Regions from separate parts of the Cricetulus griseus genome. Here region 1 is linked to region 2. Evidence: chromatin contacts called from public Hi-C data. All regions are on one chromosome and are shown on one strand. The core of a region is the stretch at or near the end of the contact, and the rest is flanking DNA. Distances in the headings are between cores, read along the strand shown. Region 1 has its middle 6.8 kb from the start of Celsr1. Region 2 overlaps Celsr1 (cadherin EGF LAG seven-pass G-type receptor 1).

What was found. Hi-C and Micro-C count contacts between places; a contact is called where the count stands out from the background.
Region 1: a Hi-C map of fibroblasts shows a contact between it and region 2, with 7 times the contacts expected there. The contact joins two enhancer-like sites. A contact is called at or near these places in 5 of 8 Hi-C or Micro-C datasets (the CHL-YN cell line, the CHO-K1 cell line, fibroblasts and 1 more).

What each region holds. Positions count from the first base shown.
Region 1 is chr2:382,850,714-382,857,134 of CriGri-PICRH-1.0, reverse strand. No RefSeq gene overlaps it. Among named protein-coding and RNA genes, the nearest start is that of Celsr1, 6.8 kb to the right of the region's middle. Within about 2 kb of position 4,619, at least 1 of the 6 cell types and tissues checked has open chromatin away from gene starts, as enhancers often do.
Region 2 is chr2:382,707,366-382,714,071 of CriGri-PICRH-1.0, reverse strand. It overlaps Celsr1 (cadherin EGF LAG seven-pass G-type receptor 1), which reads left to right. Exons shown (of 36, transcript XM_035440807.1): 26 at 5,791-5,965. Among named protein-coding and RNA genes, the nearest start is that of Trmu, 25 kb to the right of the region's middle. Within about 2 kb of position 3,486, at least 1 of the 6 cell types and tissues checked has open chromatin away from gene starts, as enhancers often do.

The sequences.
Region 1 (6,421 bases), core at 3,370-5,869, 140 kb before region 2:
AGTATAAACCAAGTGTGGTGGCAAATGGCTGTAATCCCAGGACTCCTTAAAAGCAGGCATATCAGCTACAGAGTGAGCGTGTAACCAGCCCGGATTACATGAGCCCATAAAACACACACACACACACACACACACACACACACACACACACACACACACACACTATAATTCAGATATGGTTATCAACTTTACTTTCTCCATACTTTCCCCATCCTCTGTAGAACCACTGAGAAAATTATTCTTGCCCACATCACCTATATTACAGAATTTTTACAAGTTGAGCCAAAGAAATCAACAAGAAAGGACCATCATATTAACCATGTCTTCCCTCCAGAAGCAAATAGGTATAGTTGGATTTTCTTCGGACCACTAGCTCCCAAATGACACAGAGACTTATTAATTATAAAAGTTTGGCCTTAGCTTATGCCTGTTCCCAATTAGTTCTCATCACTTAAATTAACCCATTTATATTAATCTATTTTTTGCCATGTGGATCATTACCTCTGCTCAGTACTGTACATGCCACTTCCTCTGTGTTTGGCTAGTGAAGCCCCCTCTCTTCTTCCCAGAGTTCTATCTCTGCCCAGAAGTCCCAGATATCCTCTCCTGCCAAGCTTTTGGCCATTCAGCTCTTTTTTAAATTAATCAGAAGGAGCCTTGACAGAGACACTTCTTCCCAGTGTACAAAAAAGATTATCGCACAACATTTCCCCCTTTTTGTCTAAATAAAAAGGAAAGGTTTTAACTCTAGCACAGTAAAACTATATACAATAAGAACAACTATCAGGTAAGAATTATCTTCACAATGTTCAGTCCATTATTTTATTTTATTTGGCAAATTTGGAGAAAGTTTTATACCTAAACCTCTTTCTATCATAACTTGTATTACCAGCCTAAAAATATCTTTTTAGACTGTAAAACATATTCTTAGATAAACAACTTAAGCTTTTATATCTCTCAACTTATACACTTTAAATGTCTTTTGTGAGTTTATTTTTTTAAATTTGGTAACAAGAAAAACTGTAACTATAACTATCTGGTCTTCAGCCCCATTGGAGACTCAAGAAGGATATAATGTTACCTGAGTAAACAGGAAGTGCAGAACAAGCAAGTTACAAAACTATAGAAACAATAGAGACAGCTGGCTGCCTGGACAGTCAACCAAGGTTCCTCTGCAACTTTGGGACATCCATCTTTTGCCCTTGGGTCTAGACAGACTTTTCTGTGAAGTAGCAATTTTGAAGGACTGTCCTACCTTATCTTGGCAAAGTTAAGCAGCTGGCTTCCATTGTGTCCTGCTTGTCTAACTTGAACAGCATACTGTTAGCACTGCAGGCAAAGGAGGTTTCTTGCCCAATGGCTAACTTTGCCACAGTGAAAGCAAACTTCATAAGGAGATCATCTCTGAAGTAGATTGGTGCTGCCAGGAGATGTGTCTCACTGTCATAAAAAGCCTTATGTTATTAACACATCTTAAATACAAGTGTTTGAAGACCACCTATCTATCTAAAATACATGAGACTAAATAAAGCCTATTTATGTCTACATCTAAACCCTTACTACAAGTTTTATTGTTATCTTAATTATCCTAAACAGTTTATAATAGTAGCTTTCAAGGACTAGAATTTTACATTACAATTTTAAATGTGTTGCACAGGTACAATACCTTGCAGTATATTGTAACAAAAAATAACCTTAAATTTGTATCAGCATACAAAACTCCATGACAATGTAAAATATTTAAGACTAGTAGTTGCTTTTTAGTCTAAAAGTAGATTCAATAATCTAACCTTTTATCCTATTGTTCCTATATCTCCCCTTTTTATTTTTAGGAAGAGATTCCCTGAATCTAATTTCTTTTGCTTAGTTTCCTCCATGACCATGATCAATAACAACTTTCAATAACCTCCCTACACAATGACAAACATCTGTAATCCACTGAACAACCAAAGAACACTCACATCACCTCTTGGGAATGTGGGCATCGTGTTCTTAAAATTACTTCCTGTTGTCTGTGGGTGACAAGATCTTTAGAGGACACTGAGAAAATTGGAACAATGCTCAAGTCCTGGGAAAGCAATCTGTATTATTCATTTATCCAGTCTCCATGTGATGGGAAAGTGCATGGCTTATATGAAATCCTGGCTGGAGTAGTCTGTGAGGCTAGACCATCTCAACTAGCAGGTTTGAAGTTGTTTTGGATGCAGATTTCTGAGGAAACTGAAACAGGCATTCTGAGAGGCTGGACCACCTGGGTTACTTGTCTTGTCTTCATTGATGTCTGGTCCTTTTGTTCTGAAAACACACAAACTTTTAAAGGTAATATACATATCTGCATTAACACAAGAAAGGAATTGTGGTGTACACCAATCTGCTAAAGATGATTCTCTCTTCTATGGTTGAGCAGGTAAAAGACATCTGTCAACTTTATGTCTGTTTGGGCAGCACAACCAAACTGTAATATAAATCTCCATCCATGCCATATGAAAGGATGGCATGCAATAATAAGTCACAAGGATTCTGTAGCCAACAAACATTAACATGTTATTAACATGTTTCACCCAGTCTCAGAGATGTTCTGGTTTTTTTTTTTTTTTTTTTTTTTTTTTTTTTTTTTTTTTGGTTTTTGAGACAGGGTTTCTCTGTGTAGCTTTAGAGCCTATCCTGGCACTAGGTCTGGAGACCAGGCTGGCCTTGAACTCACAGAGATCCGCCTGCCTCTGCCTCCCGAGTGCTGGGATTAAAGGCGTGCGCCATCAACGCCTGGCTGAGATGTTCTGATGTAGAGGGATCAGCATATACATCACCTGTCTTGTCATTTTTCTTGGTTTCTTCCTTTGTGTCTTCAGCTAAGATTTTTCAGGAGGTTTATCCCAGTCAAATCTGGTCTTTATTAATTTTGAGGAAATCCATAGTTTTTTGTTTCCTGTGGAAACAAAGGCATAACCTTTCCCCCAATACAACACATATCCTGGCTTGTATTCTGAAGTTAAGACATCCTGAAAATATATAAGATGATTTAATTTGGTAGTTTTTCCACAATCTAATGTCTCTCAGTAGTTGTTGTTTTTAGCTCATTAGCATTTGAAATTTTTAAATTAATAAAGCACTGTCTAGGATCCAGGCATCCTGTATTATAATATTTCCCATCCTTACATGGCTCATTCTTTTTATATTACTTTATTCTATTTACTTTATTATTTTTAAACTATTTATTGTTTTTCTATGTCTGTCTTTACCAATTTTCTTTTCTTTCTTCAGCACTTAAACACATTTTCAGTCATACTGTATCTGTTCAGAGGTTTTCTTTGTTTGAACCTGACTTTTTATGTGGCTCTCTACCTGTGTTGAGCCCAGCCTTAAAGTGTCAGGCTACCCTCTGTGGGACTCTGCTTAGCATATGGAGCTGGTGGCTGGCTCTGCCCCTCTCAGATTTGTCAGGCTAACCTACTAGTTCAGCCACTGTTTGCCTTTCCATGAGAGCCTAGCCTCATGCCCATAGGCACCTGCTGGGAGCTGTTTATCTACCCCAGCTCTGGGAAGTCGCTAGGCTGAAATGTGGGAGACGTTTCTACCTAGGCTCCCCCAGAGTATCAAATCAGCTGCTCGTAGCTGATTTATGGGCCTCCATGTTGGACACCAAATGTAGTCAGATTTTCTTTGGACCACCAGCTCCCAAATAATGACACAGAGACTTCTCCTAACTAGCTCTTATAACTTTTTTGTTTGTTAGTTTGTTTTTGGAGATAGGATTTCTCTGTAGCTTTGGAGATTGTCCTTGAGCTTGCTCTGTAGACCAGGCTGGCCTTGAACTCACAGAGATCTTTGTGCCTCTGCCTCCCGAGTGCTGAGATTAAAGGCAAGGGCCCCCACCACCCAGCCTAGCTCTTATAACTTAAGTTTAATTAATCTTTATATTAATCTACATTTTGTCAGGCAAGATGGCGCTGCCTCTCCCATGTCAATCTCAGTACTGTGCACCCCACTTCTTGCTTGTCTGAAGGCCAAATCCCCCTCTTTTCTTCCCAAAGTTCCTGTCTCTGAACAGAAGTCCCACCTATCTTCTCCCGCCTAGCTAGTGACCATTCAGCTCTTCATTAAGCCAATCAGAAGGTGCCTTGGCAGAGACACATCTTCATGGTGTACAAAAAGATTGCCCACACCAAGTAGGCCATCAGAGAACCTAGGCAGGAGACCCGGGGCCACTCCACCTCCTCGGCATCAGTGGGTAGGGTACTTGAGCTAATTGTCACCTGACACCTGCAGGGCTCCTGCAGAGACAAAGCTTCCCCACTGAAGTGCCAGTGTGTGCTAGTCCCAGGGTTAGAGGAAAGGACTATAACATCTGACTTAGTTATCCAGGCACTCATTGCCCTGTCCCCATCCCAGATGGTGAGGGACCCTTGATGTCTCTTTCACTTCCTCACTTCTACCCCACAAGCCAGGCCCATTGAGCCGTTCTCAAACTCCTGCCCAAATGCGACCATTTTTATGTTCTCTAGGGTCCCCTCAGTCCACCCACAAGTATCAAGGACAGTTGATTCTGTGGGGCAGGAAGAAGTAAAGCAGATGCAGCTGACTTGCTTCAGGCCCCACCAGCCTGCCTTGGGTCAGCTTTAGCATTCCTCTGTGTGCTCATCAGCGACAGAGGAAAGTCCCAAGGAAAGTCCCTAGCAGAGCTGTAGCAATAAAGTCAAAAAATGGGAAAATAAAGAAGAAATTCAAAGATTTTTATGTGCAATTTTACACAGAGAATTGTTGGTTTTGTTTTTGTTTTTGTTTTTTGTTTTCCATACTCAAAAGCAAGGAAGATTCAGATGTTGTGTAATCCTAGCACTTTCAAAACCTGAGGCAGGAGGATTGTGAATGTGAAGCTAGCATGGAAGGAAGAAAAGAAAGAAGGAAGAATAGAAAGGGTGGAAGGGAGAAAGAAAGGAATGGAGGGCGGGGGGAGAGAGGAGAGAAGAAGGGAAAAAAGAAGGAGGGCAGAAGAAAAGAGGGAATAAGGAAGCAAAAAGAGAGGGAACGATTACTTGAAACAGTTAACATTAATTAATTAATCAACTAGGATAGAATTGACGCCCCAGTCCACTGATGACTGGCTAATTGGACCGTGAACACCCACACCACAGAGACTAAGCCTTCAGGGAAGGACTTAAGAACCGATGGTGCTCTGAGGGACAAAGGCCTGGCACACAGGCAAGCATTGAGAGCTTGTTATAAAGCTTCTAGAATAGACGGATCCAGACAGGAGGTGGACCAGCAGGTCTGAGGCTGGAAGGGGATTAGGGTGTGGAAGATTGGACTTGATTTGAGGTGCCTGGGGTGATGAAAATGTGGAACTGATGGTAAAAGTAGCTTAAGTTGGTGAATAAGCTCACACTCACCCAGTCATAACTTCAAGAAAGGTCAAGTTCTGACCACATGAGGTCTTTCCTTTTTAAAATTTTCAGATAGAATCATCATGTAATTGGCAGCTGGAGATGTCACCTCACCCAACATAGCTACCCTGCAAGTCTTAAACCTAACTTCACCCAAATGGGAAGTTTGTAAGGAAGGAATGCTGTCAGGCAAGATGGCGCTGCCTCTCCCATGTCAACCTCGTGAATGTGTGTTTGATGGGGGCCAGGAAATAATAACAGCTAAACACTAGTGACAGGAACACAGGGACATTCCGTCCTGTGACAAGCAGGGTGGATGATGCCCTGCTTCCATACTGCCATCTTCTTTCTGCGGTTTCTAGCCCATCCCAGGTGACCTCCTCTTTGTGGTTTCCCTCTGGTGCAGCTGCTGTCCCTTCTAGGTGCTCTGGCACATTCCTTCACCAGGCAAAGGAGCAGCTAAGACCCCCTGCAGTACACTCGGAGCCTCAGTTTGCTATGTTCACAGTAGAGTTGGGCACCCTTGGGCGGCAGACCTTGAGGAGCTCAAGACTCCCCGAAGCAGGGGCTGCATGTTGAAGAGATGCTTGAGTGTGACCCTTGGAGTGCACACTCCATCCAGAGTGTGGTCCTCAGTGCAGCAGCCTGAGCCTATTGTCTTTGCCATCTCCATGCACTTCTATGGAATAGGAAATGACTCCTTGGAATATTCTGAGGGGTAGAGACAGTACTCAACCACTAGAGGACAGTGCAGCCCGGAGATCGGTCCTACACAGGACATATACTACTCATGAGTACTGGGCACCTAAGGAGGCAAATGCAAGGGAAAGTGGGTGCTGTAGGGGTGAGGAATACATTTTCTTCCCTCCCCACCCAGAGGTATTACAAGGAGGCTGTGCGGTGCCCTGTATTCACCCCATTTGCAGTCTGGGGAGACTGCATTTCTGCTTAGGTGCCCAGCTGTGATAGGATGTATTCTTCCAGACCATTTTTGGAGACTAGGCTTCCCTAAAAGTTAGTTATACTGGTTGATCAGAGGC
Region 2 (6,706 bases), core at 2,237-4,736:
GGAAACATCATGTCTGACCTTGCAGACAAGGTAAGATGGTGCAGTGGGGGCCAAGCCTGATGACCTGAGTTCCATCCCCAGGATCCACATGGTGGAAGGATCAAGCACACTCCCATCCATTGTCCTTTGACTTCCACACATGTACCAGTGGCATGCATGCTCGACATACATATGCACACTCAAAATAAATAACTAATTAAAAATAATATTGCACAGGGTATGGTAAAATCAAAATAAGGAGTTGAAATCACATTGATGATGCTAGAAAAAAGGTAGTGGGGGCTGGAGAGATGGCTCAGGGGTTAAGAGCTCTTCCAGAGGACCTGGATTCCATCCTCAACAGCCACTGGTGGCTCATAACCATCTGTACCTCCAGTTCCAGGGATCCAACGCCCTCTTCGGGCCTCCATTAGCACTGCACACACATGGTGCACAAACATGCAGACAAAACACCCATATACATAAAAATAAACATTTTTTAAAGGAAGCCTGAGATCCAGGGAACTAAGGGGCTTTAGCAAAGGAACACTGGGACCATGAAGAAGTTTGTGGAGGGGAGAATAAGGCAGAAACCAAGTGGAAAGGAAGGTAATAAGAAGATAAATAGGCATAAGGTGTTATTTGAAAAGGACAATTTCTAACGTGAAAAAAAGCACAAATAACAAACACTGACACTGAGAAAGGAAGTAAGAAGGCAGCTTGAACAGTTTGGGCCAACACCATTGAACCCTAGCTGAGTGGTCGCATTCTCACCTAAGATAAGCTGGCACTGGGAAGGCATCAGTACCTATATGTAGATGATGGAACCCAGCTGGGTTTATCTTAGGACAGTCATGAAGGAGATTTGACAGCATGTAAACCTATAAATGTCATTCTTGTCGCCACAATGATCCAAGTTTCCTTTCACTGTTCGGACACAGGGGCTAATGTAGCCCAGGTGGGCTTGAGTTGGCCGAGGCCCAGCATAAACTTGAAGTCCAGACTCTGGCTTCCACCCTTGGAGTGTTTGGAAATGTAGACCCGCATACACGCACTACCTGATTTTGGCAGTGTTGGGGGTTGAACAAACCTAGGGCCTCTGGTATGAGGTCTTCTAACCACTATATTTAAGGATAAAATATTTTTCTTAATGCAGAAAAAATTGATAATTTTTACACTCTTTCATGAGTAGAAAGAAGGGGGCAGGATAAAATCCTCTTTGAACAAACTAGAAAAGGAAACTCCTTAACCTAGGACAAGGACTGGCACACAAACACACTAGCATAGCAGGGAACAGTGGACAGTCTTGGCTGTGGTTCCTAATGGCAGGAACCTGCCTTAACTACAATCTTTTATTCACTAAGGTGTGGGAGGAGGGCCTCAACGGGGCTGCATGTAGAGAGAATAAAAACTCTTAACAGATGGCCTGACTGGCATGTTGGAGTCCACAGAAAATTCTGAAAGAACCTGCCGATAAAACCTGTGCACAATTCAGGGAGTTCAGCAACCTGGGTGTAAAGACAACTGCACTCCTGTTCACTGGCCATAGCATCTAGATGTAAGGAGCAGAGGAGAGGCCAGGCCAGGGCATCCCTTTGAGAGCATATTAAATCTGTCTGGGAACGAATGGAGAGCTGCTGTGACTGAGCTACATGGAGTGGGGCTGGGGAGCTTTTATAGTTCATTGGTGGTTGTGGCATTTGTCCTCTAGGTGATAGGGGTTCTGGGAGGGACAGACTGGTGTCCAGAGATCATGTCTTAGGAAAAAAAGGAGCAGCCCTGAGGAGGCAGCACAGGTCACTGCTGCTGACAGTGTCAAAGTCTTTGATGGCTTGATGGAAGGCGAAATTGTAGAACACAATGGGGTTGTGACTTTGAGTGGTCCCAGCCAGCCAGTGGTGGTTTTCCATATTTCCATGTAAGAATTTCAAAAAATAGGTGAGGTCTAGCCCGCTTGTTGGGAATTTGGGGAGGGACAGTAATTACAGGTCAGCTCTGCTCCTATGAGGGCTATGCCAGAAGCTCACTTACAGAGTTAACCCATTAACCTCCTGAATCTGAGAGGCAGATGTGTCAGGAAAGACAGTCTTGACAAATGGAATCACCCACAGGACCACTCAGGTGGAGGTGGTAGAGTTGGAATAGGTAGTTGGCTCTTGGTGTCATCTCCCTGTAGACGCCAAGGAGGCCTTTACTATGTAGACTTTTAACTACCAGAGGTGAGAGCTACCATTAACCCATTCATTCTAAGTGTGTTGCCTGCCCTGGACTTGTTACAGTGTGCACTCTGTGTATGCTGTTTCACACCTGTGACTGAACAGTGGCTGACAGCCTGGAGTGTTAGGAGCTCCGCAGACCTTCACTTGGGCATGCAGATGGTCAGGGGTTTCCCTGACCTAGACACCATCATGCTTGCAGCAGCCTCTGGTGCAGGATGGTCCCTATGCAGTGGTCACCTGTTCCTTCAGCCTCACCCTGGCCTCCCAGGGGTGGGTACTATAGCTGCATTCTGTTTCCACGTGGACTTGTCTCAGGTCCCATGGATACCAACCCAAAAGATGAGGTCACATCTGCACATGGTACCTCCTCCTGCATATGTCACAGCGTCCCTGGGTTGTGTGATAGCAATGTAAGGCAAGTACTGTGTGACTAGTTGTTGGGCCGCACTGTTTAGAGGAGGGTGAAGGGAGACCAGAATGATGCATACTTAGTACCGGTGTGGTTCTTTTTACTTTACCCTAAATGCTTGTCATCCTTGGATGCAGATAGAGCCCTTGGGCATAAAAATGCAACTATACATCCAATCTACGATGATTCAGAAATACCTCCCACCCCTACCTGTTGGCTGGCAAGGAACTGAGTGAGGGAGCTGTATCACACCCTGAAGTGCCATGGCAACCAGTCAGAGCTCTGTGGTCCAACACAGGCCTGGTAGTTGGGGTCAGGACAGAGGCCAGGGCAGGAAGGGGGAGGGGCTGGTAGTTTTAAGGGCTCTGGGGTAGAGGAGGGTAGATGCAGCTGCTGGGAATGATATAAGTAGGTGGCAGCTGGACACAGCTACTCGGGATGCAAAGCATAGAGCCCAGGAATGGAGACTTGCTCTCCAAGCCCGGCTCTGGGATAGAAGGGGAAGATGGCTGCCAAGCTGGAGTTCCCCAGCAAACACAGAGACTTTCCTGAGTGGCCAGACCCCTCAGGAAAGAAGGCAGACGCTGCCACCTCCTAGGCACAGTTTTCAGGGCTGTCCTTAACCCAGCCCCATTGATGAACTTGATGGCTTTCCTGCAGGCTCACAGAAGCACAGGGTTGGGTCAAGGACAAGGATCAAACCTCCCTGCCACTTCCTGAGCCAGACATTGTTCCTCCCAGGCATGGACACAGGAGGCCTAACTTCCTCCACGTGCATAGCCTGGGTGAAGGCTCAGTAAGACTCATTTGGGGTCCTGTAAGTGTGCTTCTCCAAGGTCTAGGTAGAGGCAAGTACAGTCAATGGCTGCAGGCCACCTCCCTGCAACTAAGCATGGCCTCTGGAGCACAGAGAGGCCACCACTCATGTCTGACTCGGCGCCTGCCTGGGACGAAAGCTTTCCGGGCACCAGTGAGCACACACCAGGGAAATGCATTCTGGGAAGGTGTGCTGTGGCAGGGGCTTGGCAGTGTGCCTGCATTTTATCTAAACTCACAGTCCTATCTCTGGGCGAGGCTGTTTATCTCCCAGAAGCCTGACAAGCTGAAATGATTTAGTGTGTGTTTGCTCTGTTCTGGAAAATCGAGTTTAGTGTAGACGTGTGAACACCCAACCTCGCCAGGTCCTACTGTCAATTTCTAGCCCTTCTTTCAAACAGTGATTTGTTTTGTTTTGAGGGTTTACTTTTGCGCCATTTAAAAAAAAAAAAAGCAGCCAAACTTCTCACCCTCACCCTCCAATTGAACCTGCTGAAATTCCCACTCAGGAAATGGCATATGGTGTGGTGTTAATCCAGCTCAAGCTCGCCCCTTGAGGCTGGCATTCTGTTGCCAGCAGAGGGCATGGCCCAGATGTAGCACTGTTTTGTCTTCAACTTTGCAGTGTAGGTGACAAGTGTTCATGTTCACATAATTCCATTGTACTGTTTCAGTGTCATTTCCGGAGAGCACCTGGCCTTTGGAGGTTGACCTGGCAGCAGATGGTTCTGTCATGGACCCCTCCAGTCTGTGTTCTATTGACCTCCCTCAGTGCAGTGACCTGGTATTTGAACATAGCCACATCTAGAAGGAGGTTGAGTGGTGGCTCTCCTCCTCCTCCTCCTCTTCCCAAAGAAGACACTGAGGCTGGCTGATAGTCAAGGGCAGAGCATAGGACTGTACCTGCCAGTGTGGGTCCCATCTGTGTGGTCAGCAGTGGGCTTTGATAAGGTTGTGGACATCTGTGGGGCTTGTGACCAGAGTGGAATCCTGCTGTGAGTTTGGCCCAGCTGTGTGAGGGTCAGTTGTGGCTGTGGTTAGGGTTGTGGCTCGAGGTAGGGCTAGCTTGTCCAGGTGGCCAACTTGAATAGAGCCATATTCATCTCCTTCCTGTAGGGAGTAACCCTAGCCCCGCCCAATGGACCTGGGGCAGGTACCAGGTGGACCTGGGGACTCGCCCATAAGGGCGGGGTGAAGGAAAGCCGGGATGACGTAAGAGGGGCTTCTTAAAAGGCTGCACGTGGGGACCGCGCGCTCTCTTTGTTCTGGCTGCTCTGGCTGGGTTCTTAACCTAGCTCTGGCCTGTGTTTCACCCGGCTGTGCTTGGAAATAAAGAGACTTTAATCCAATACCTTCCTTTCCCTTCCCCCTCATTTTTCACCCTGTCCTCCTTAACTTCCTGTTGGGAACTTGCTATCGCCTTCCAGCCGCCTGGCCTGGAAGCCCGGTCTAGGGCAGGTCCTCTGGAAAGACCCACAAGCAGCTGCCCGGACCACATCTTCAGGTCCCATTGCCAACCACCTGAGCTGGGTGTATACTAAAGCCCCCTAGGCTGAAGTGTGGGAGCCCAGCATCCCTGGTCCTTCCTCTCACTGTCTTCTTCCTGGTACTGCTGGGTCTTCTGTACCCAGACAGGAAGAGCTGGCTTCCCCAGCAGACTCACTACTGAAGGTATGCCATCCTTCAGCCAGCCAGTATATTGAAGTTTCATTTGTAGCATTTGGCCTTTGGCCTGACACACAACCCTGTCCAGGTAAAGGCACACAGGTGGGACAGTCCCCTTCTTCCCTGGTCTTGGATTAGCAGAAAAAAAAATCAAGACATTGTTCCTACTGGACAGAGAGGGCCCTGGAGGAAGTGGCCCCCAGCCCCTGGCTATACCCATTGGCTGTAGAAACCATGAGGTGACAGTTCTGGGAGCACAGGCCGAGGTCCCAGCTTGGGACTTTTCAGCCTGAGTGAATACAACTCCATAGTGTTTTCATTAAGCCTGGAGTCAGTATTTGAAGATTAGAATCAGCTCTCAAAAAATACATTATTTCCAGGCTCTCAGGAAGACTAGTGCTTGTGTCTTGTGACCCCAGCCTGAGGAGGGGCTCTTGGGTGGCTCTCCCATGCCTTCTTCTACCATCTATATCAGGAGAGATGCAGTGTCCGCTTTGTTCAGCTGAATCACACGGGAGAGGAGCTCTGCTGCCCTTTGGAGACACTAGAGCCCCTGCCATTGCAGAATAGCCTGATTTGGTCACTTGAAGGTCACCCCTAGGTTTGGACTCCGTCTGCAGTTTCAGAGGGTGCTTGCCAGCCTGCCCCTTAGCCATCCCAGGGCCCTGGAACTGTCTGCTGAGCTTGCCCTTCTCCACCCAGTTTCTCTGCACAGTGGTCGCCATCCTCCTGCATTATGTCTCCATGAGCACCTTTGCCTGGACCCTGGTGGAGAACTTGCATGTCTACCGCATGCTCACAGAAGTGCGAAACATCGACACTGGGCCCATGAGGTTCTACCATGTGGTGGGCTGGGGCATCCCTGCCATTGTCACAGGTAAGGACACAGGGCAGCTCTCTCAGGTGACCTGTGTTAAAATACAGATTTCCCCTGAACCATCTGTCCTCATTTTCTCCTGGCCCTCTGTATTTAGCTGTGGATAGAAGAGTAGCTACTCCCAGCCCATAGGAGATGGGTCTCTCTGGTCAGGTGTGAGCTGCTGGGCCAGGGTACTTGGGGTTCTTTGTGCAGTGCTCAGTTGGTCACAGGACGAGTAGGTGTGAGTGAAGAGGTGGGAAATAGATCACTAAGGGTGGGCCAGTGAGTGTGCAGACGGATGGAAGGGCATGACTGTGATCAGTCAACATAACAACTGGATGACTCCCAGCTATTGACTGTCTTATACATACCTCCTTGTCACACCTTTTCTTTCTTTCTTTGGTTTTCGACACAGGGTTTCTCTGTGTAGCCCTGGCTGTCCCAGAACTCGCTCTGTAGACCAGACTAGCCTTGAACTCAGACATCTGCCTGTCTTTGCCTCTCCAGTTGTCTTTACCTCTCTAGTTGTGAGATTGAAGGCATGTTCCTGGCCTACACTTTTCAATAACTATAGAAAGCCAACATTTGCCTCCTGTTGAGGAAGACCCACACTTCCATTCTCAACAGGAGGCATGAACTCCCTTCCCGGCAGACCCTGGTGGGCATTCCAGGCATCTGGGCATGGTCTCCAAAGCCCCTAACGTAACTCATTAGGTTCTAATGTAACTCATCCTTACTCTAAGGGACCCTGAGTGACTT